Regions from separate parts of the Zea mays genome. Here region 2 is linked to region 1. Evidence: chromatin contacts called from public Hi-C data. All regions are on one chromosome and are shown on one strand. Each heading gives the region's core, a stretch centred on a gene start, on an enhancer-like site or on the middle of the called end of the contact. The rest is flanking DNA. Distances are from core to core; before and after follow the strand shown. Region 1 has its middle 170 kb from the start of LOC103640934. Region 2 holds the start of LOC103640934.

Region 1 (6,599 bases), core at 1,357-3,856:
GATGTGGTCCTTTTCTTATGCCCAACACCGACAGATATAGACCTTACTCTTAGCATTCTTCATTTGTTTGGAGACGCCTCTAGGCTACACAATAATGTGCAAAAGTCAAATGTGTATCCGATTAGATGCTCTGAGGAGGTTCTGCTCGAAGTCCAATCCTTGCTGCCATGTGAAATATCAACCTTTCCTTGTCGGTATTTGGGGCTCCCCTTATCCTTACACAAGCTAACAAGGCAGCAGTTCCAACCTTTTGTGGATAAAATAGCTGATCAGCTTCCTAATTGGAAGGCGGACTTAATGACACGGGCTGGAAGAAGAGTGCAAGTTCAGCATGTTCTTACTAGCATGATAGTATATTTAGCAATGGCAGTAGATATCCCACAGTGGGGTTTGGATGCTATTGATAAAATTAGAAGAGGTTTTCTATGGAGAGGCCGCAAAGAAGCTAAAGGTGGTCATTGTCTTGTTGCCTGGGGAAAAGTTTGCCGCCCCCTAAAGCTTGGTGGGCTTGGTATTTCTAGTTTTCCAGAATTATGTTGGGCACTTTGACTAAGATGGCTTTGGTTACAAAAGACTGATCACTCTCGCCCCTGGTCTGGGCTTCAAATACAAGTCCCAAAAAAGGCTAGAGCCTTCTTTTCTGAAGTAGTGACCACTGAAGTGGGGAACGGAATCAATACCAAATTCTGGAAGGATAAATGGCTGAATGGAAAAAGAATTGCAGATCTGTTTCCAAGGCTGATCGGCGCAATTCCGAAGCGGCTAATTAATTGTAGGACAGTCCAGGAAGCAATTGTTAGTGCCAAATGGATTTCTGACATCAGAGGAGCCTTGTCAGTGGGGGTTTTGACAGATTACATTCAGCTTTGGGAATTGATTTCTGGCATCGAGCTGCAGCCGGAGGTTGAAGACATGCATATCTTCAGTATTGCCTCGAATGGTGTATACTCAGCCAAATCAGCATATGAAGGTCTGTTCCTAGGATCTGTGTCATTTGGACACTATAAAAGAATCTGGAAGTCTTGGGCATTGCCCAAATGTCGCTTCTTCCTTTGGTTGGTTGCTCATAAGAGGTGTTGGGCAGCTGATAGATTGGCAAAGCGAGGCCTAAATCATCCAGATAAGTGTCTTTTATGTGATCAAGAGGAAGAAACTATAGACCACCTCCTTGTACAATGTTCCTTCTCACGAGAACTCTGGTACCTTTTACTTAGAAAATTTGGTCTTCATTCACTTGCACCACAGCCAACTGCAAACTCCTTCCTGAGATGGTGGGAAGTGGGGGGGGGGAGCAGCTATTGGACTCACAAAAAGGGCCTTAACTCTCTCATCATTTTGGGAGCTTGGACTTTATGAAATCACCGAAATAACTGCATTTTTGATGGATGCAATCCAAGTTTGTCCTTAAGTCTCAGAGCTGCGGATGAGGAAAGAAGAAAATGGGAAATAGCTGGTGCAAAAGGCCTTGTTCATTTGGCTGCACCAGAGACTTAGGAAGTTTGAGTAGTATGTTTTTTGATCCCTTATGGATCTATATTTGTATGCCTGTTTCTGGCCTGCGTAAGGAGGTTTTGTCGGTAAACCATAGTTTTTTTTTCTATTTTTATCTATTTTCTTCTGCTTAATATATAATGGGGCGCAGTTCTCCTGCGCGTCTAAAAAAAAGAGCTGTCATACACGCTAAAGGCCTTTGTTGTTAGGTTAGAAGTAGATCGAAGGAAATAGGAGGATATTAGATCCTCTGTTAATCAAAATTAAATAGAAAGAGATTTAATCATTTTAATCGTATAGAATTTTGTGCAACCCAGCAAGACCGAAAACGAATGGGGGGAGCAGCTGGAGGGGACGTGTTGGAGAAGGTCTAATGTTACCAACGGGAGATTCATTTTCCCATTGCTTTCGGCAGCATATTCTTAACAGTGTTTATCTGTTTTGTGATTATATTAATACATAATTTATTAGTCGGCTGTTGCTGGGTTTATCTCTTTTAAAAAGAATTGAGGCGTCTTACTCATGCGGTTCGGTTAAGGCGTACAGTGCAGGGCTCCATGTTTCTAACTTGCAGCTTTCGCAATGGTACCTGCGATTGCGATGGATCAACTACTGTAAGGTTATCCTCATTATTATAGCTTAGCTGATACACCGTTGAGCTTTTCTTCTTTATTTCCCCCCCGAAACAGCTGATCATTGGCTTCTGCGAAATTTTTCGCGAACGATCGAGCGTTTGTTGAAATCATGGATTTGTGGTACGAATTTTATAGCTTCATCGTCTTATTTGATCAGGTTGATTCTATGATTCTGGTAAGCGCGGTTCTGTTAGAGGACATGTGACTGAGATGCCGACGTCAACTTGAGCTGTGCTGGAAGTAGGATTGCATGATTGCCAGTTGACAAATTCCTACCATTTCCTGATGTTTTTTTTTATAAATTTTTTCAGTACCATATTATTGGATTTATGTCTCATTGTTTCCCTTCAACTGTCGATTACAAGTACAGCTATGAAAGAAATATCTGTATTAATGACACGGACGGAGTGGAGCTGTTGGCGTAGCATCTCTGTCGGAGGAAAAAGAGGAGGGCAACCCAGGCTACGTACGACAGCCGCATATATATATTGCTGTCGCATTTAGACAGCATGGATCAGCAGTATGGATTAATATTATGCTGCTGCTGCAACTACAACTACTTTGCTCTGCACATGACAAGCGGGACCCATGGGATTGGCTGCTGTCAGCACAGGGAGTTGGTAGCTACGTTGAGCGTTTAGCCGTTCGGTGCGGCCAATTTTATTTCTATTTGAATTGCACTAAAATACAAAATTGTTTAGTAGCAATCCTTCGCTGATTTGTTTTGCAGTATGGAAGTTCCACACCGGCTGCGGCTTCTATGAGCTACTGTCTTCTTAGTTCAACAAATATATGACATCGTTGATTTTTTTTAGAAAACTTTGACCACTCGCATTATTCAAAATATTTATTTAAAAATATAAAATTTTAAGTCAAACATAAACTACCTTAAGTAATAAAACAAACAAAAAAATGATAACTCATTAAGAGGAGTAGTACTTAATAACAAAGCATAGCTAATATGTCTCGCAATCATCTCATCTATAAACAAACATGTCTGTTCACTCCACGGTCACTAGCTTGTAGACTTGGTATGCCATGCGCCCATGCCATAAAAAACAACATTTCAACGACCTCAACTGACAGAACATCGTCACCACCTTGTTCCAATGATACGATGTTTGTTGTGGACTTGTTTTGTGCTCGTCGTACTCTGACATTTTTCTTTTCCCAGGAAAACACCGACTTAATTAGATATATGTATGATATATGTTTTTTTTGTGTGGAAACTGTGGACTGTGGTTAGCCTGCAACTTCACCATTTATTTATGAATAATGGCCTACTGTGATGTTAGGTTCATACAGTCTTAATTCGAACAATGTCTAATTTGTGCACGTGCTCATGTCTATTGTGCTAATTATAAGAAATATGGCTTCGCATAACTATTTTGGGCATGTTTGGATCCCACGAGCTAAAACAAAAGTGGCTAAAGTTTATGGCACATTTGACAGAGCTCCACTTTATTATTCTCTAGCTCAGAGTGACTAAAATGGTAAAAAAAATCAATTTAGTTACTTCTAGCACTTCCTGTTTAGATTTTTAGATTCTCAATGACTAAAATTTAGTTACTTTTTCTTTAGCTCCTGTGATCCAAACATACCCTTGTATGTACCTTCATTTATAAAGAAATATGTGTCGTGGTTTCTAAAACCGGAGGACAATAAGATTTATGTTCGGCAGGGTGCTAGCGCGGACTCACTTCGAATGGTGAGCTACGGGGGCCTTGAAGGTGGATCTGAGACGATGGGTTATAGTGGTCCGGGCCGGAGCCCTAATCCAATGTAGTGCTGGCAGTAGTATTGTTTGAGGCATGTTACAGTTGGGTGCTTTTGTGAAGCTCTGGGATGTCTTGGATGGGGGTTGTCTTTCCCTTTTATAGCTTAAGGGTACACGTTAGAATGAGAACATGTATTCTAATGGGGTGGAGTTCGGCCTTCTGCTTCTAGGCCTCGTAGCCCTTATGGTGTCGTCTGCCAGGTCGCGCGCTATTGTACCCCCGGTATGGTGTCGCATCCTGTCCATTCGTCGATGGGTTCGTGTAGCTATTCCTATATAGACGTAGCGGTGCTTGATGGGTCCTGCCAAGTCAGTTCGAGGCGTGGTTTAGGGATGTCTTCAGTATAGCTTCATCTTCTGTCATCCCCTTACCGTCACCTTTCATCATGCATAGGTGCATGCCTGGTACGGCGTATGGCCCCGTCTCTTCTGGTGTATGGGTCACTATAGAGACTCCGGTGTTGAGGTCCCTATGGTCTGTGGTTGTCCAGTCCCACTAGTCAATGGGGATATGTATCTGGCGTCATGCTTGATAGGGACCAGGCTAAGCGGCTACACGACCCTAGACTTCCCCTAAGAATGTGGCCCTTTCCCTGGACTAAGCATTGAGTGATCATATCCTCATTCATTGTCAAGTGATTTTCCAAACCAGGTACAACTTCTTGGCTTCTTGGACGATATATATCCCTACCATGTGTTTAAGCTCTCTAAGGCGCTATATGGGCTTAAGCAAGCACCAAGAGCATGGTATGAGTGCCTTAGAAATTTTCTCATTTCAAATGCTTTCAAGGTTGGGAATGCTGATCCCACTCTTTTCACTAAGACATGTAATGGAGATTTATTTGTGTGTTAAATTTATTTCGATGACATAATATTTGGTTCTACTAATCAAAAGTCTTGTGAGGAGTTTAACAAGCTTAAGGTGCAAAAGTTCGAGATGTCGATGATGGGCGAGCTGACATTCTTTCTAGGATTTCAAGTAAAATTGCTTAAGGAAGGCATCTTCGTCTCCCAAACAAAGCACACGCAATACATCCTCAAGAAGTTTGGAATGAAGGATGCAAAGCCCATCAAGATGTCGATGGGAACGAACGGGCACTTGGACATTGAAGCGAGAGGTAAGTCCGTAGATCAAAAGGTATACTGGTCTATGTAGGATCCTTGCTTTCTTTATGTGCAAGTAGGCCGAACATTATGCTTTCCATATGTATGTGTGCTAGATTTCAATCCGTCCCAAGGAGTGTCACCTTGTGGCAGTAAAGCGTTAAGATACTTAGTTCATACACCTCACTTCGGGCTCTAGTATCCTAAGGGGTCTACCTTTGAACTAATTGGGTATTCAGATTTCGATTATGTAGGGTGCAAGGTAGATAGGAAGAGCACATCAGCAACTTGTCAGCTTTTAGGTACGTCCTTGGTGTCTTGGAACTCAAAGAAACAAAACTTTGTTGCCCTATCCACCACCAAGACCGAGTATATTGTCACATGCCATTGATGTGTGCATTGCTTTGGATGAGGCAAACACTCAGGGACTTAGGCTACAATATGAGCAAATTCCCACTCCTATGTGATAATGGGAGCGCAATCCGGTTGGTGGATAATACCGTTGAACACATCCTCACTAAACACATATACATTCGACATCACTTCCTCAGAGACCACCAGCAAAGGGGAGATATTGATATTTGTCATGTTAGCAGCAATCACTAGCTAGCCAATATCTTCACCAAGCCTTTAGATGAGAGGAGGTTTTGTGATCTGCATAGTGAGCTAAATGACTTAGATTTCCAGGACTTGGATTGATCTATAGCATACATCCTTTATATGCCTTTGATCATGTTCATATTATTGCTTATTTTGGTGCTCAAGTTGTACAATGCCATCCCCGGACCTCACAAGTACTTGTGCTTTGATGCATATGTTTAGCGGGAGGATATGCTACAACTTGACCCTTTGAGACTAATGTTTTTGTTTGAGTTGAGTTGATGTAGTCTTAAAGGAGGATTGAAAGGGAAAAGGTGGATTGGACAAAGAAAGATGCTTCCACTGCATAGACGATATCAATGTACTTTGTTCCAAACTACCTTGGATTTTCATTGCCTTAGCTCTTCATTTGCTATTTTTTGGTGAGGCGGTGAGGTTAGGCCACTAGTTTCTCTGTTTTGGTGCTTAATGCCAAAGGGGGAGAAATTAAAGGCCAATGCAACTGGATCGACCACCACTTAGAATTTTAAAAGTTTTGAGCATTTAAACTTATCTTTTTGATCAAAACCCTCTTGATATTAAAGAGGTACCCTCTTATTACAAAAAACTTTTCTCTTATGTGGGAGAAGTTATCTTATGAGAAAAGAGGTTATTTTTGGGTATTTGATCAAAACAAGTATTTAAAACAGTTTTGTTTTACAAAACCAAGTGTTTTTGACTTAGAAGATAGAAAAATAGCTTTGATTGCAAAATCCAAAACAAGTGGTGGCTAAGTGATCCAAATATGCCAAATCATTTGAATACTCCTTAAGTTTGAGTTTGATCTTCAATTTGCCAATCTTGACTCATATAAGGTTAAGTTAGTCATATTTGAGTTGCTTTGGGTGTGTTGGCATAAATCACCAAAAAGGGGACATTGAAATGGAAATGTGCCATATGGCCATTTCTGCCTGTTTTGGTGATTAAGTGTCCAACACACCACATTGGACTAA
Region 2 (6,599 bases), core at 2,497-4,996, 170 kb after region 1:
ATGGGATTACGATTTTGCTAATCACCTCACTATGGGCTTGCAATGCACTAGCAATGAATACAAGTGTATATGGGCAACAAGACACTAAATGTGACTGGTAGAGAGGGTATAAATACCCCCACCAACCAAAACTAGTTGTTACCGTGGCTACTGTGCATGGGCGCACCGGACAGTTCGGTACGCATCAACGACTAGTTTTGATAGCTAGTCGTTGCTTTAACAATGCACATGACAGTGAACAGTAATTGTCCGGTGTGCACCGGACAGTCCGGTGCCTAGCTAAAATTCGAGCAGTGAACAACTTGCTCTCAGGTTTCTCAGGGGCAGAGGGTTGCTCCCGGGGCATTCCTGGGCCCACTGTCAGGGGCCGCACCGGACAGTCTGGTGCCCCTAAGACAACAAGTCCAAGTTTTCTTAAATTTTTCTAACCCGATTTCGTTCTAAATTGTGAGTGTGAACATGCACCAACACTACACTAGATTTCTCTTGGTCAAACTACTCATCCACAACCCCCTATTTATAGTACGGCTAAAATAAAAATAGAAGACCTAACTCTATATCGAGTGTCCATAACTCCTTCGACACTTAGAATATGAAGACCTTCATCTTTTGATTCGCCTCTTTAAGTCCTCGCTTCAAGTTCTCATCTGATGGATTGTTTTCACCGTTGTAGTGCAACTTCCTGTAATGCGACCTAACTTACCATTTTCTCTGCAAAACACACGTTAGTCACATATAATCTTATGTTGTCATTAATCACTAAAACCATCCAGGGGCCTAGATGCCTTTATAAGTACTTGGTGAAGTACAGAGTCCCCATAAAACAACATGTAATTCTTGCACCCATCTTTTAGCATATGGTTCTAGGCGATCAAAGATGTGTGGTTTGAGTCCTCTCAAGATGAGTCCATTAGCTCATTCAACCTAACCATTACTTTAAGGATGTCCAACAGAAACAAAATTCACATTGATGCTCTTGATATCACAGTACTCAAATAATTTTCAAGTCATAAACTAAATCCCATTATATGTGATTGTATTTGGCAATGTTGAATCAATTAAAATTTCTTTAATGAATTCGACTGCCTTTGTTGCTGTTATCTTGGACATAGGTTTTTCCTCAATCCATTTAGTAAGTTTGTCAATAGCCATAAAGAAATGTGTGAATCCTTCTTTTGTTGGCTTGAATTGCCCCACTATATCGAGACACAATGAGGATAAACAATCTTTGACACTTGCCTACATCCTCGTCGTTGAGGGAGCCATAAAGTCTTGAAATTTCTTCCAGTTCTCACCCCTTCTAAAGCGAAACATAAAGACCGAACTTGAGATTTCCACTAAGCTTCACAAGGACCAATACATACTTTCCTATGCTCTACTATAATCAGTTGGGAGGTCTTGAGTAACCTCTAGTCGTTTAGGAGCCCAAGCTCTAAGACAACGAACACATAGATCAAGCTAGATGGAGAACCAAGGCTCTCAAGATGATGTGCTTGTTGTAGGGCTCTCTAATTCACTCCCAAACACAACTCCACAAAAGAGAAATCACCACGAAATCAAAGGAGAGGTTGTGTGACCTTCAATGGAGGAAAGAGAACCTGCCTTCAGATTGGTGGAGTCTATAAAAGTGTAGTCAATTGTTGAGAAAGGAGAGGGTATAAATACTCACACTTCCGTTCCAATGATATAGTTAAGTTGCTGGACTTCTGCACTCATATATGAAACTTCTACACCCGAACACAACACTTCATGCAAGGCAGAACAAAATAGGAATTAGTTTTTGCTGGCTTTCTTTTGACTTTTAGGTTTTGTTCGTTCTGTAAGAGCACATGATTTCCCTTAAACAAGCATTTTATGTCCCATTTATAGTACGACACTTTCTATATTCAAATTCAAATAAGGAATGTAAAGTAAGACTTAATGGTCTTAAATGTCACTTAGAAAAGATTAGGGGGTTCTTATGCATACTTGTTGACATAAATACCAACTTAGACCAACTCAATAAGCTTGATTTGGCTCTTTAGGATGTCTCCAACACCTTGCACATTCTATTTCTCATCCTATTTTCTATTTAAAACTTCATTGTATGAACATAGTCTACAGTTCAAAACAATGTTTTACCAACAATATGTACGATCTGCTAGAGATAACCTTATACTCTCTTGGTTAAAAACGCAATCCTCCTCTTTTGAGAAATCAAACGATTTATTTTTTTACTAAAGTTACAAAAGTGCTAAATATTCATGATACAAAATAAGTACTATCAAATATGTTTTAAATATATTTTTGTAATAAACTTTACTAAATATACAAATGCTACTTACATTGTTGTTTTGGTTAATTATACATTCATAGATTAATTATAATTTTAGTTAAATTTAAACTATCTCGACTAACACAACTTCTACATTACATTCTTGTTTTGTGCATAGAGAAAGTATTAGGGTCGCTCGACTCTATAACAAAAAAACCTTTTTAAACTTGTCTCGTTGAGCTACCGTGCCAACTATTACGATTACCGGCCGTGTCGGACCAGCCTACGTACTTAGCCCTCGGTCTACGGTACGACACATTATTAGTAAATGGACCAAATTTATTTTGGGTGGTCCAAAATTATAAAAAGTCTAAAATTCAAATTCTGGCCTAAAATTCATGTAGAGTACAAAATTCATATCAAAGTCCGAAATTCACATCAAAACCCGAAATTCAAAACACACGTATCGTTTAGTAGACATTAACATTTCAAGCTTCATAATTCAAAAATAATTAAAGAACAAAGAAACCAATGAGTGGTTGACACCTCATCTCCATAAATTAGCATATGGCTAGCTAAATTGGAGCAGATGATTTCCATGATTAATAGCATATGGCCAAATGAATATAGGCCTTTTCGTGCCAGTAAATGGGCTACTTCGTGCCTATGTAAATGATTGTGCTCGTGCTCGCCTGTAGGCCACGATCTCGGTTCAAACAGAGCCCGATGCATAATTTTCGAATCGCCTCGCCCCAAAATTATTCTAAATTGTGCAGTGCTTTTTTCGTGTTTTGGACCAGTCCATCAGACCCGAGTACCCGACCCAAATGTACAGTGTAAAAATATGATTGATTTTCCTTTTAAAAAACTAATCTTGTAAAAAACAAAACCTAAATGTATTTCTCTATTTTTATTTACGTGTCGTATTATTCTTGTGCTAAATTAAAATTTTTAGCATACTTTTTCATAAAATATAAATGTATGATATAGTATTTATTGTTATATTCACTACGAGGAATATTTTTATAATCTGTAATTCTTATATTTGAAATTATACGTATTTTTTTGAAATAGATAGCCATGTTTAACTTAGAATAAAAGAAAAATTACATTATTTGGAGATTTGTGGCAAATAATTTGCTATGTCAGTGACACATATTAAATGACTGTTACAGTAAAGTGGCAAAAAAATAGAATGCCCCTAGAATAAAACAAAGCTAATGTGATACGTAAATAAAATTGGAGGGAGTATTTCTCTATATGAATTAATTAATAATTGGCTATGCTAAATTTGCTGGCCGTCCAGCCAAACAGCAAGGAAGGGATCAAGGGAACCCAGCCACATAGTACTCCTATTTCTTAATCCCTTCCAGGGACAAAGCCGTAATTTAAACGCCTGTCCACACTACACGTCTACACCATGCCACCTTACCCCTAATCCTCAACTAATCATCTTTTCCCTTTTTAACTCCAAATAAACCAAAAAGGAAATAACGCCAACGAAAATAGAAAAACAAAAGCCACTTCTCCCCCAGTCCACCGCCTCCCTCTCTGCTCCTCCAGCGAAGCGCACGCACGACGAGCGCAGGCTGCAAGGCAACCGAAGCTAGCGAGCTCCTTTGCTTCTACCCGCGGCAACTCTTCAGGCGCTCGCGACGCATCGAGCCCTTAAGGCCGAGGCGAGCGCGAGTTCGGGAGCGGAGGAGAGAAGCGCTCCGCGAGACGACTGGGACCCCCACCGCGCTCGGGTCGGAAGCTGGATCTGCCTCGGGGCTCGTGCCCGCGGCTGGATATCGTGGGGCGCGGGGGCCGGAGCGGCTGGTGGAGCGGACTGCCGGCGGACGGAGGGCGCCGGTAATCGAAGGCGGCGGTGGAATGCGGGTGGGTAGCATGTTTTTCATTTTAAATGAGGTGGAAATGCGTCTTGCCGAGCTCCTTCCTGTTTTTCATTTTTAATGAGGTGAATGATTTGTTCTTAATTTTGTTTGGGTGGCCTGGGAGGAGAAATGTGGGGCATGGGATTTGGGTCTTCGCCAAATTAGCGCCATCCTGGATGGCTTTCGGGGGTTGGTTGTTCATAAACTGCTAGCTTCTGGGTCCAATTCGTTGCTCTCAGACTCTCAGTTTTCGAATCATTTTTGGGCACATGATTTTCTAGTTTATGGTTCTGGGAGCACGTTGCTTGCTGGGATACTAGTAGAATTGAACTCGTGTTGTGTTGCTCTGGTGTCTAGATTCGGTTTTGGACTAGAAATACATGCGTCACGACCCGTTGGAGGGATATATGCTGCAAGGTTGCAAATGGATATGTTGCAAGGTTGAGTTTGAGCTCAATTTGTGCTGTTTGATTTTCTGCTAGGTCTAATTTCGATTTGTTATCATGCTGGCTTGTACGAAATGTTATTCCCTCCAAATTGCTTGGTGATTTAGCTCTAACACGGGACGAGTGGAGCGTGTTTAATAGTTCAATTGAATATGAAGTTTTAGGTTTTCTGGAGACACTTTTGTTGTCCATAAGCGACTTTGGGGAACTTGTCTAATCAATTGTTGCTGACTCTTTTGAAGACTTACTATTGACTTTTTTTTTATCGATATTACATTTGATGCACTAAGATGCCAGGAATACCTCATTGCGTTAGCAAATTCTGCTAATTGGTACATATTTTCGCCCATATGTGGTGGTTTTGGCAGTTTTCGTACTTCAAGTGGTAGAAATAATGGTAGCTTCAACTTTGTGTGCCTTTTCGTGGCCTTTTTTTCCCCTTTGGTTTATTCTGTTTTATAATTTTCAATGCAAAAAAAATCGACTTGTGGGGTAAGACAACCCCTAGGTATTATATATTAAGAAGAACTTTTCACGCTAGTCGAGAAAACCCCAAACTCCTGTCTCACCCATACATAGCAACCCTCCCAGGTAGAGTCGAACTTAGGACTTGAGGAGTGCTACTCAGACCATATAACCAACTCATCTAGTGGCCTTTCCACACTTTTATTGCTTGTATTGGTAGGTTGCTCTGTTGGTGCAATTGGATGGGCTATTTCTGATGGTGGTACGCTGAATTGGTTATTTTTGTGTAATGCATGATTAGAGCGACACTGCATTTATTTTCATACATTTTCCATTTTCGTACCTTATCATTTGTTTTGTACACATTTACAAAAGTTATGATAAGTTGGTGCATTTGGACATGTTTCAGTTCTTTATTAACACTACCATATATTGTAGGCCATGATACATGTTCCATCTGTTCTGGTTCTGGATGGAATTTGACTGCATTCTGCTATCCCTGAAAGAAGGGTAGCACGCTTAAGAGGCCAGGAAAAATGCCACTGTCACCCTCACCAAGGAGATCAAGGTCTCCTGCATGGGAGACTTATCACAAGAGGAACAACAGTTTCGGGAATGTGCTTCCTGTGAAATCGAAGGATGATGAACTCGCTTTGTTCTCTGATATGCAGAAAGTTGAGACGGAGAACTTCTTACTGGAACCGTCAGAAGATTTTGACGACTCAATCGGTAGTGCTTGTAAATTTCATCTTCCTCCCTTTCCATACAGTCCCATAGTGTTATATATATTTTTTGTTACCATTTTTAATTTATTTCTTTCCATCCATCAGCAAAACTGAGCTATTTCCCAGAAGTAAAACTTGGTGTTAACATTCCTGCCCATGGAGAAAGCCACAATTTGCTAAATGCGGACGACAATAAAAATGATTATGAGTGGTATGCAAACTTGAGTATACATTTTATATGTCTTGTTTGAAATGGTAGATAGTTGCTGTAGCCTTGCCTTGCTTACCTGCACAATTACTTTATGAACCATCTGCCTTGCATCGTACATTGTCATGTAATGTTTGTCTCATTGATATTTAATTATTATGGATTGAGTTCTTGTTTCCTTCATGAGGGACGAGGCTCAGTTCTTACAAATCTGGTAATTCTATGTAGATTCTTGTCTGAATCCCGACCACAACTTGTAAGGTTGTTGCTTCGATAAGAAAGGCTCACATTGTTATTCTGTAGTCCTGTTTCAATCCTGTTTTACATTGAAAGGAACAGTGGTGAATCTTCAAATATTTGTAGAAAAAGTCACATTGTTATCTTGTATTTCTCTTTCTTATCACTAAGCACTCTTGATGCATACCAGTTAACACTGGGATTTCTTATACTGTTTGACCTGTATATGAAGTGATTCCATATTATGTTAGTATGAATTAGTCAATAACCCTTTTGCAAGCATTCTATTTGATGTATTATGTATTAATTATTTCATAATAGCTAGAGTATTTCATTGCCTAAAACATGGAGTATCATTGGAAAAATGGCAAATGTACCTTTCATGTT

Evidence for each region. Hi-C and Micro-C count contacts between places; a contact is called where the count stands out from the background.
Region 2: a Hi-C map of leaf shows a contact between it and region 1, with 5 times the contacts expected there. The contact joins the promoter of LOC103640934 here to the enhancer-like site in region 1. A contact is called at or near these places in 2 of 25 Hi-C or Micro-C datasets (ear and leaf).

Annotation. Positions count from the first base shown.
Region 1 is chr10:21,489,400-21,495,998 of Zm-B73-REFERENCE-NAM-5.0, forward strand. No RefSeq gene overlaps it. Among protein-coding and RNA genes, the nearest start is that of LOC103640934, 170 kb to the right of the region's middle. Within about 2 kb of position 2,607, at least 9 of the 20 cell types and tissues checked have an H3K27ac peak or open chromatin away from gene starts, as enhancers often do. A contact at or near this core is called in leaf, where this site is marked.
Region 2 is chr10:21,659,015-21,665,613 of Zm-B73-REFERENCE-NAM-5.0, forward strand. It overlaps LOC103640934, which reads left to right and starts at 3,747. Exons shown (of 7, transcript XM_008664381.3): 1 at 3,747-4,135; 2 at 5,481-5,771; 3 at 5,873-5,978. The coding sequence starts at 5,579.